Regions from separate parts of the Xenopus tropicalis genome. Here region 2 is linked to region 1. A link is a contact called in public Hi-C data. All regions are on one chromosome and are shown on one strand. The core of a region is the stretch at or near the end of the contact, and the rest is flanking DNA. Distances in the headings are between cores, read along the strand shown. Region 1 holds the start of tbx4 (T-box transcription factor TBX4). Region 2 has its middle 30 kb from the start of tbx2.

What was found. Hi-C and Micro-C count contacts between places; a contact is called where the count stands out from the background.
Region 2: a Hi-C map of neurula embryo shows a contact between it and region 1, with 2.2 times the contacts expected there. The contact joins the enhancer-like site here to the promoter of tbx4 in region 1. A contact is called at or near these places in 2 of 5 Hi-C or Micro-C datasets (neurula embryo and tailbud embryo).

What each region holds. Positions count from the first base shown.
Region 1 is chr2:92,138,863-92,142,756 of UCB_Xtro_10.0, reverse strand. It overlaps tbx4 (T-box transcription factor TBX4), which reads left to right and starts at 1,679. Exons shown (of 9, transcript XM_002933826.4): 1 at 1,679-2,007.
Region 2 is chr2:92,241,564-92,245,457 of UCB_Xtro_10.0, reverse strand. No RefSeq gene overlaps it. Among named protein-coding and RNA genes, the nearest start is that of tbx2, 30 kb to the left of the region's middle. Within about 2 kb of position 2,072, at least 3 of the 11 cell types and tissues checked have an H3K27ac peak or open chromatin away from gene starts, as enhancers often do. A contact at or near this core is called in neurula embryo, where this site is marked.

The DNA.
Region 1 (3,894 bases), core at 430-2,929:
CTATTTTTATTTGTCCATATGTGCATCCGTCTATACACCAACCTGCTTAGTATAAAATACTTGTATATATTTTTTTTATCTATAAATGTTTATTTTATCTATATCTAATGTTTATCTTTATGTTTACCCACGTATTAGCAATTATGTATTAATGAACAAATGTATGGTTTAACTCTATCTAATACTTAAATTCTTTGTTTCAGTCCGCTTATCTGTCAGTCAGGGCTTTAAGAATCTTGGAATCTATCATCTAGCTGTCTGCCTATCTGTTATCTATCTATCTATCTATCTATCTATCTATCATCTATCTATCGATCATCTACCTTAGTCCTAAAACTATAATTATAGAATAAAATAATCGATTTATCTATCTTTCAATATTTTTTTATCTTGTCAAAAATATCTATCTATCTATCTATGTATCTATCATCAGTCTGTCACCTTTTTGTATGCCCTGTCTGTCTCTCTATATATCAAAATAAAATATTTATTTAAAAAGGCAACACGCAAGTTATGCTGTCAGTCAGTTCATGCCACAGCACTGAGAGGTAAGATGATTAAGAAAGCATGAAATATGGAATAATCTAGGCTCTGACATTCACCCACACCCCTTGGAGGGTCAGACATATTATAGCTGATCATTTAAACATTGGGGGCTTACCGTTTGGTAACGAATTCAGCTTTGTAGAGGTAGCAGCTGGAAAGAATTTTGTATAGAATTAATCGTCTGCTAATATTTGCATCGACTGTATTTAACTCAATTTTTTTTTCATAACTGTAGCATATAAGTACTTTATTGCTTACAACATTTTGTTAACCCTTAGATTCCATGTATAAATCTCATGCATACTTATTGGTGAACGATTTAAATGATCCAAATCCTCCAGTGGTACAATTTGATACGTAGGACATTGACATATTCCTTCTAAATTATTTCTGATGTTTTCCAAGTCGTGAAATTTCCAACTAAAATACAAATTTTTTGAATCTTCTATGTTTCGATAGATAAAGTCCAAAGTTTGGTTAAAATATTTTTGGCATTAATATAACAGAAATTATACTTTCTGTGGAAGTACATGTAAGAGTCCTGTAATAATCCTGTCAGCTTTACGTATTCTTTTTAGACGAAATAGCCTCAAATGATTTTGATTTTAGTAAAACCAGAGTAATGAAAGTGTGTTCGTTGTAGCTATGCACGTTTATGTCTAAATATTTTTATATAATGAAGAAAAGTCAGGGTGAATTAGACATTTATATAGGAAAAATATGTCCTCCCTCCCCCATCTGCTAAAAAGGTGAAAACGTTACAAATGCACACAACTTGAAAAGTCTTCCAAAACATTTTATACACAGATAATCTTGCCAGCCTCCCTCTCCATAAAAAGAGAAAGAGAGAGAGATAATAATCCCTATTGTCCGGGACATTATTGCCCTAGATCAGTGCCCACTGGGAATGCTGTACAAATGCCAGGGAAATGGATGTATTTTATCAGCCGAAATGTGGACACTGGTCAGTGGAGAGATGGGCAGGGGGCTAATTGCACAGAGCACAGCACCAGAATGTAGGCGAATGGACTAAAACAGTTAAATTCTGGGGGATGATGCTGAGGGAACAGACTTGCACTGAGACTGATTGACAGCGGCAACGTCAGCAGGAGGGGGGAGACTAGAAGGGGAGGGGGAAAAGAAGGCCAAAAAAATCTATCTCTGAGAAACTTTTTTTTAGAGAAGATCAAGGAAAAGTTTCCGTGGGATCTGGGAATGTCTCCTCTCTCCTGTGTGGAATGAGAGATCGGGATGCGGACACAGTGGGAAGGGAAACTGATCCATAGAAGCAGCTGTGCCGCAATCTAAAGGCAGCATTGCCCACTCCCCTGTGCCCACAGGCCTGGCAGGATCATCCTCACTGCCACTGCAGGGAACCCAGCTGCACCCATCAGGAAATGCTTCTGCTTCGTTCTTGGATATAAAGGGACGTTCCTAGAGCCTGGAGCCTGTTTAACCACTGTAAGTTGCCCATTTACTTGGCACTATTCTGTGTGCGGGGAGGCAGGGCAGGGAGCAGGGCATGGAGACAGGGCAGGGAGCAGGGCATGGAGACAGGGCATGGAGACAGGGCAGGGAGCAGGGCATGGAGACAGGGCATGGAGACAGGGCAGGGAGCAGGGCATGGAGACAGGGCATGGAGCAGGGCAGGGAGCAGGGCATGGAGACAGGGCAGGGAGCAGGGCAGGGAGCAGGGCATGGAGACAGGGCATGGAGCAGGGCAGGGAGCAGGGCAGGGAGCAGGGCATGGAGACAGGGCAGGGAGCAGGGCATGGAGACAGGGCAGGGAGCAGGGCAGGGAGCAGGGCATGGAGACAGGGCAGGGAGCAGGGCAGGGAGCAGGGCATGGAGACAGGGCAGGGAGCAGGGCAGGGGCCCGGGAAGTAGCAAAGAACAAGCAGCAGGTTTATATACCATACACCCAAGGAATAGAGGGTGGTGCCAGTTACTAAGCACCCAAGTGAACTTGCTCCCTCTTGTCAAACTATTCCCTTCTTTTCTTTAGCAAAAATACATATTCCAATACACATGGAAATAATGTTCTCAGCAAATTACTGTAGATTTCAGTTGTTTGACAATATATGACTGGAGAGGCCAATGAGGCCAATGAGGGTCGCATCAGAAAGGTTTTAGGTGTATTGGGTGCATTGCTCTTTACTTTCTAATTTTCAGAGCCTATTTCTAACCCCCTCACATCCAACAGAGCAAAGGAATTTTCTGCCTTAGCTGCCAATAACTGCCTATGGAGTTACTGTTTAGTCTAAACAATAAGGTAAATTAAGTAAATATACGTTTAATCTACTGTCGCAGGCGCAACTTTGACTTCCTAGGTTTACATCAGAACTGCGTGCGTTTAAACTGCAAATCGTAATACTAGTTCTGATGTAAATGAAGGCCTTCACCAATGAAAGTTGTGCTTAGAATTGCGCCTGCGACAGTAGATTAAACTTAACTTTACTAAACAACTAAATTTACTAAATTTTACTCTAAATGCAGCAGTGGGCAAAAAAGCCACTTTGTTCTGATGGGTGTTTAATTCCCTGGTAATCAAAGGTGTCGAACCTGGTAACAGATTAGACACCTCTAGATTATTACTCCCATCACCCAGTGACTGCCAGCATCCCATGACAGTCTGGCCTCTGGCTGAACAACCCTGTATGTAACTATTCTGCACCACCAGGACAATGATGCTAGTAATGATAATAGTAATAACAATGTAATTTGCAATAATGCAATATTGTAGGTTATATTATATGTAAAAAAGATTGCTTTGGATATCATTTATATACTAAAAATTTCTGGAATTTAACTGCATGGTACAAAGTATTATAATTAATTTGGGCCCGCAGAATTCAGTCTTGATGGCCTTTACCAGCCGCATTGCAAGGTCGCAAGGATGAAAAATGGCGAAATATTCTCAATAAATTATAGTCTGGTATAACAATAGATCCGTTTCGCTAAAGTGCATTTACTATGGTATGTACTTTAGTAGTTATAGAGATATTTTAATCACTTGTATCTTAATCATTTTAAAACATTCTATCGTTCGAGCGTTGACAATTTGATTCTAAAAAAAAAACATTTTAAATAAAATGTTTAAATAAATAATGTGTAGTAAATCTATTAACTCTTTTAATATTATTATACCATAATATGCCATATTCTGTTTTTATTCAGTTTATGTATAAATCATCAGCATATCAGATATAAATACAAGGTAATATATTTAAAATGCTTTACCATTTAGAATGGAGAATTCAAAGCGTTTCCTGTTTGTTTAGTTTGAGAGGTTAAAGAGCTTTTGACACTAGATAAACGGTAAAGCTCTGATATCCCAAGAAACGTGAC
Region 2 (3,894 bases), core at 823-3,322, 100 kb before region 1:
TGTAGCCAGCGCCGGATTTCAAATCCGGGCGCCCCTAGGCCGCCCCCCTATTCGCCCTACCCCCCACCCCGCGTGCATGTGCGCATGCACAGGCATTTAAACTCCCATTACAAAGCAGTGAGGAGAAGTCCCCATTGCTCCGTATGGGAGCAAAATGTCAAAAATGCGTGCCCCCCTAAATTTGTGCCACCCTAGGTCTGGGCCTTTGTGGCCTCGCCACAACTCCAGGCCTTAATGTTGCATTCATGGGGTAGCCGCAGGTCTCTGTATTAAGCACAGAGAGACTGGTGATGGAGGTTGCTCAGAGGGGATTATCTGATTGTTGGGTTGTTTAAATTAGTCTTTCTTAATTACTTAGAGATCCCAAATTACTGCACATTGTTAGTGTAGTTTTCTGTTGCTTCAAGGAAATTATACTGTACATTGTTAAAGGGGGTCTTGGGGACCCCCCCACAAACAGCATAAGAACACATTTTTGGCTCATGACCCATAGGTTAATAATACTGGTAATATATTATTCATCACCTATAGACTAATGCCTGCTGTTTGCATCCTAAATAGTGATGAGTGAATCTATCCTGTTTCACTTCACCGAAAAATTTGGGAAACTGCTAAAAAATTCATGAAACCATGAAAAATGTGCGAAATGTGGGCACCACAGGACTTTTTCATTGTGCCACTTTTTTTTATGCGACCGGCACTTATTTGGTGCGACCGCAACTTTTACCTCACAAATTTTTGTTGCACCAAATTTTGGCTGCAGTTTCATTTCATTTTTAGACAAGTAGAAGAGTGTTGAAACACTGTAACTTACTTGAATGCAAAAATATATATAGTAACACTTGTAACTAAATGCGTAAAAAAGTAGCAATTTCCTACTGTTCTGTACCTGGGATTCCAGCTTATCTTTGTAAGAGAGCATTCTGTCACAGAAGTCACAGGTCTTATATAAAAGTCACTGCAGAATTTTGAGCCCTTATTCGGCAGTTCATCTGAAATATTTTTTGTAAGTATATATGCATTTATATTCTGGATCATTTTAAAGTTGGTTTTAATTTTTAATGTTTCGTGGTTTTTGAACTGTTTGCATTTTAATGCTGCTTATGCAAAAGTCGGACTCACTGACTATGGCATTTGAAAAGCAAATTAATCATGAGGCTTGCGGTTATTGTTACTTTATATCATCTGTGGTTCTGTTCAGCCCTTATATATATATATATGTATATATATATTCATAAGCAGCTTGGTTTGAACTAGTATTCTTTATGATGGAGAGCTTTATTTGCCCTTGTCTCTGCTTTTCTGCTTGTATCATTGTTGTGCTGACTAATCAGTGAACTTGTGGCTTCATTCTGTTTAGCATAAAGAGAAAGGGTTAAGTGTTGCTGCAAAATAGAATGGGTGGGCAGTTGGAAATCCCAGCCACATTGGCAGCAGACAAGCTTTTGTCCTGGAGCTGGCGCCTGACGCCTGCCTGATGGACAGAATACCTCCCTCACTGGGGACAAAAGAAGCAGCATACTGCTGCTCCCAATTAGGGAGCCTCTCTCTTCTGTCCCTTCAGCTTCTCCCTACCTCTATACTAGTCTCATTTAATCAAACAGCCATTGTCACAGCCTGTTATCTCCAGTTGAACAATGTGGGCCATCTAATCTCACACTTAAGGAGAGAAATTCTGCTTTGTCTTAGTGTGATCAATAGACAAGAGGTCTGTGTGAAAAGTGGAAGCATATTCATGCTAATTGTGTCACAAACAACACATTTGTCCTTTTTGTAACCTGGTACTGTGTCACGTTGGAGTAACAAAGCTGAAACAGCAAAAATACAATGATTAACAAATGTTATTCTAATGCTATTAAGATAATTATTTACTTATACATTTTTAATGTATTGCCCACTAAAGATGCACCATCTACAAAGAGAAAGTTGTCAGTCACATGTATCTCCCCCCAATTTATAGTTAAACTCTGTTTAAACTCTCAGTTACACTTCTGACTGTAAACTCTCGGAAACAGGAGCTCACCGCTACCAGCTTGTACAAAGTGTGTTTTTTTCTGGTTCTCTTGTAATGACTATAAAACTAGACAAACAGGGTTGTAACTGAGCTGAATGATAATCAGATTGTGTGTAGGGTCCACTGATGAGGCCTTGCATCATTGCAAAACAGACAAATGTGAAAGGCAAGTTGTCAAATGCCCCTATGGGTACCTTTAAGATGTAATAAGGCAACCCAGAATATGGAGGACATTTCCATATTGGAAACAAAATAAATAACCGGTGAGAGTACAACTATACATCTGATAATTGCATCACATTTTTGCATATATCAATCTTGCACTGAATACTAAAAAAGAAACTTAATTTTATAGTATGTATGTCTATTTGTATTGGAGTTTCTCATAATAAACCCATAATCCTATAATAAACACTTTGCCACCATGCAGTAAAGAGCTTTTGTAGGGGCACACTTTCTTTAATGGTCACATGTATTAGAATAAAGCAGGCAGTGCTTTTTTATTAAAACATATACAAGCTAATACTTTGCATTCTACCCATGCAATACTTTCTACCCTTCCCCTTAAACTGTGTTTTTATGTATGACTGAACTCTTATTGCTCTTGGTTACTGCTCTTGGTACATAGAGAGTGTTAGGCTCACACTAAGCAAAGAGTCAGACGTTATTATTATCTCATAGTTATATAGCAACCATATATTCTACAGTGAATTTGCAGTCTATTGGTCCCTATCACATTCACACACAGCTGACAGGGAAACCCTATAGATAACACCACCATAAGTGAAGGGTGATATTTTTGTAAGGGGAGGCTAAAGGTGCCATAAGTAGTATTTACCAACTGATAGGCCCAAAGGCTGATTGAGTAAAGTTGACTTTCTTAGTACATAATTTTGACTTTTCCAGTGAGAAAAAAACTTTTTTTTCATTACCTTTATAGCTAGGCTGCTTTTTCTGAAATAATGTTTCTGCCATATTAATTAAGCCATATTTTTATCACTCATAACACATAACTCTGTCACTGGCAATGCTACCTTTTCTGCTCAGAAACCCTTCAACAGCAAATACAGTGCATTTTAAATGTCTGACTTATCATCACTGAGTATTCCTATAGCTCAGATACAGTGCAACTGAGTTTTTGACAAATAAAGGGGGTTAGGATTCACTGTATATGTTCCTTTTAGTCCCAATAGCAAAAGCACCATTTTGCCTGTAAATTTCCCCATAGAGGCTTCAATATAACAGCAATATAACCAAGCAGTATTTTTAAGGCATGTTTCATGGTAACCATCAATAATATGCCAGCTTTATATATAATGCTTCAGAAAATACAGTATAGTAGTATAAATGCAGTACCAGATTTAATGCCCAGTTACACATTCAGTATAAATGCAGAGCAAACTTGATTTCTAGTAAACACTAAATGGGCAGTTATTTAATTCATTGTTTGAATCAATTATTTAAAAAAAACCAAAAAAAACAAACACACCTTAAGGCTACTTCCACACGGGCCTGATTCTCACCTGTGTCAGTTGAGCCTAAAGCAATGGGCACATACACTCACCTAAAGGTTTATTAGGAAGACCTGTTCAATTTCTCACTAATGCAATTATCTAATCAACCAATCACATGGCAGTTGCTTCAATGCATATATTCCACAATCTGGTCAGTTACTGCGTATGTTACTCAGTATGCGGCAGTCCTGTGGGCGAAAATGCCTTGTTGATGCTAGAGGTCAGAGAAGAGTATTAGTATGGTGTTCCTAATAATCCTTTAGGTGAGTGTACATTGTTTTATGGAGGAAATGACACCAACCAGTGCAGGTGCATCTGCTTTGTGTCAATTTCAGTGCATCAGCTGCAATTGCGTTAGATGAATAG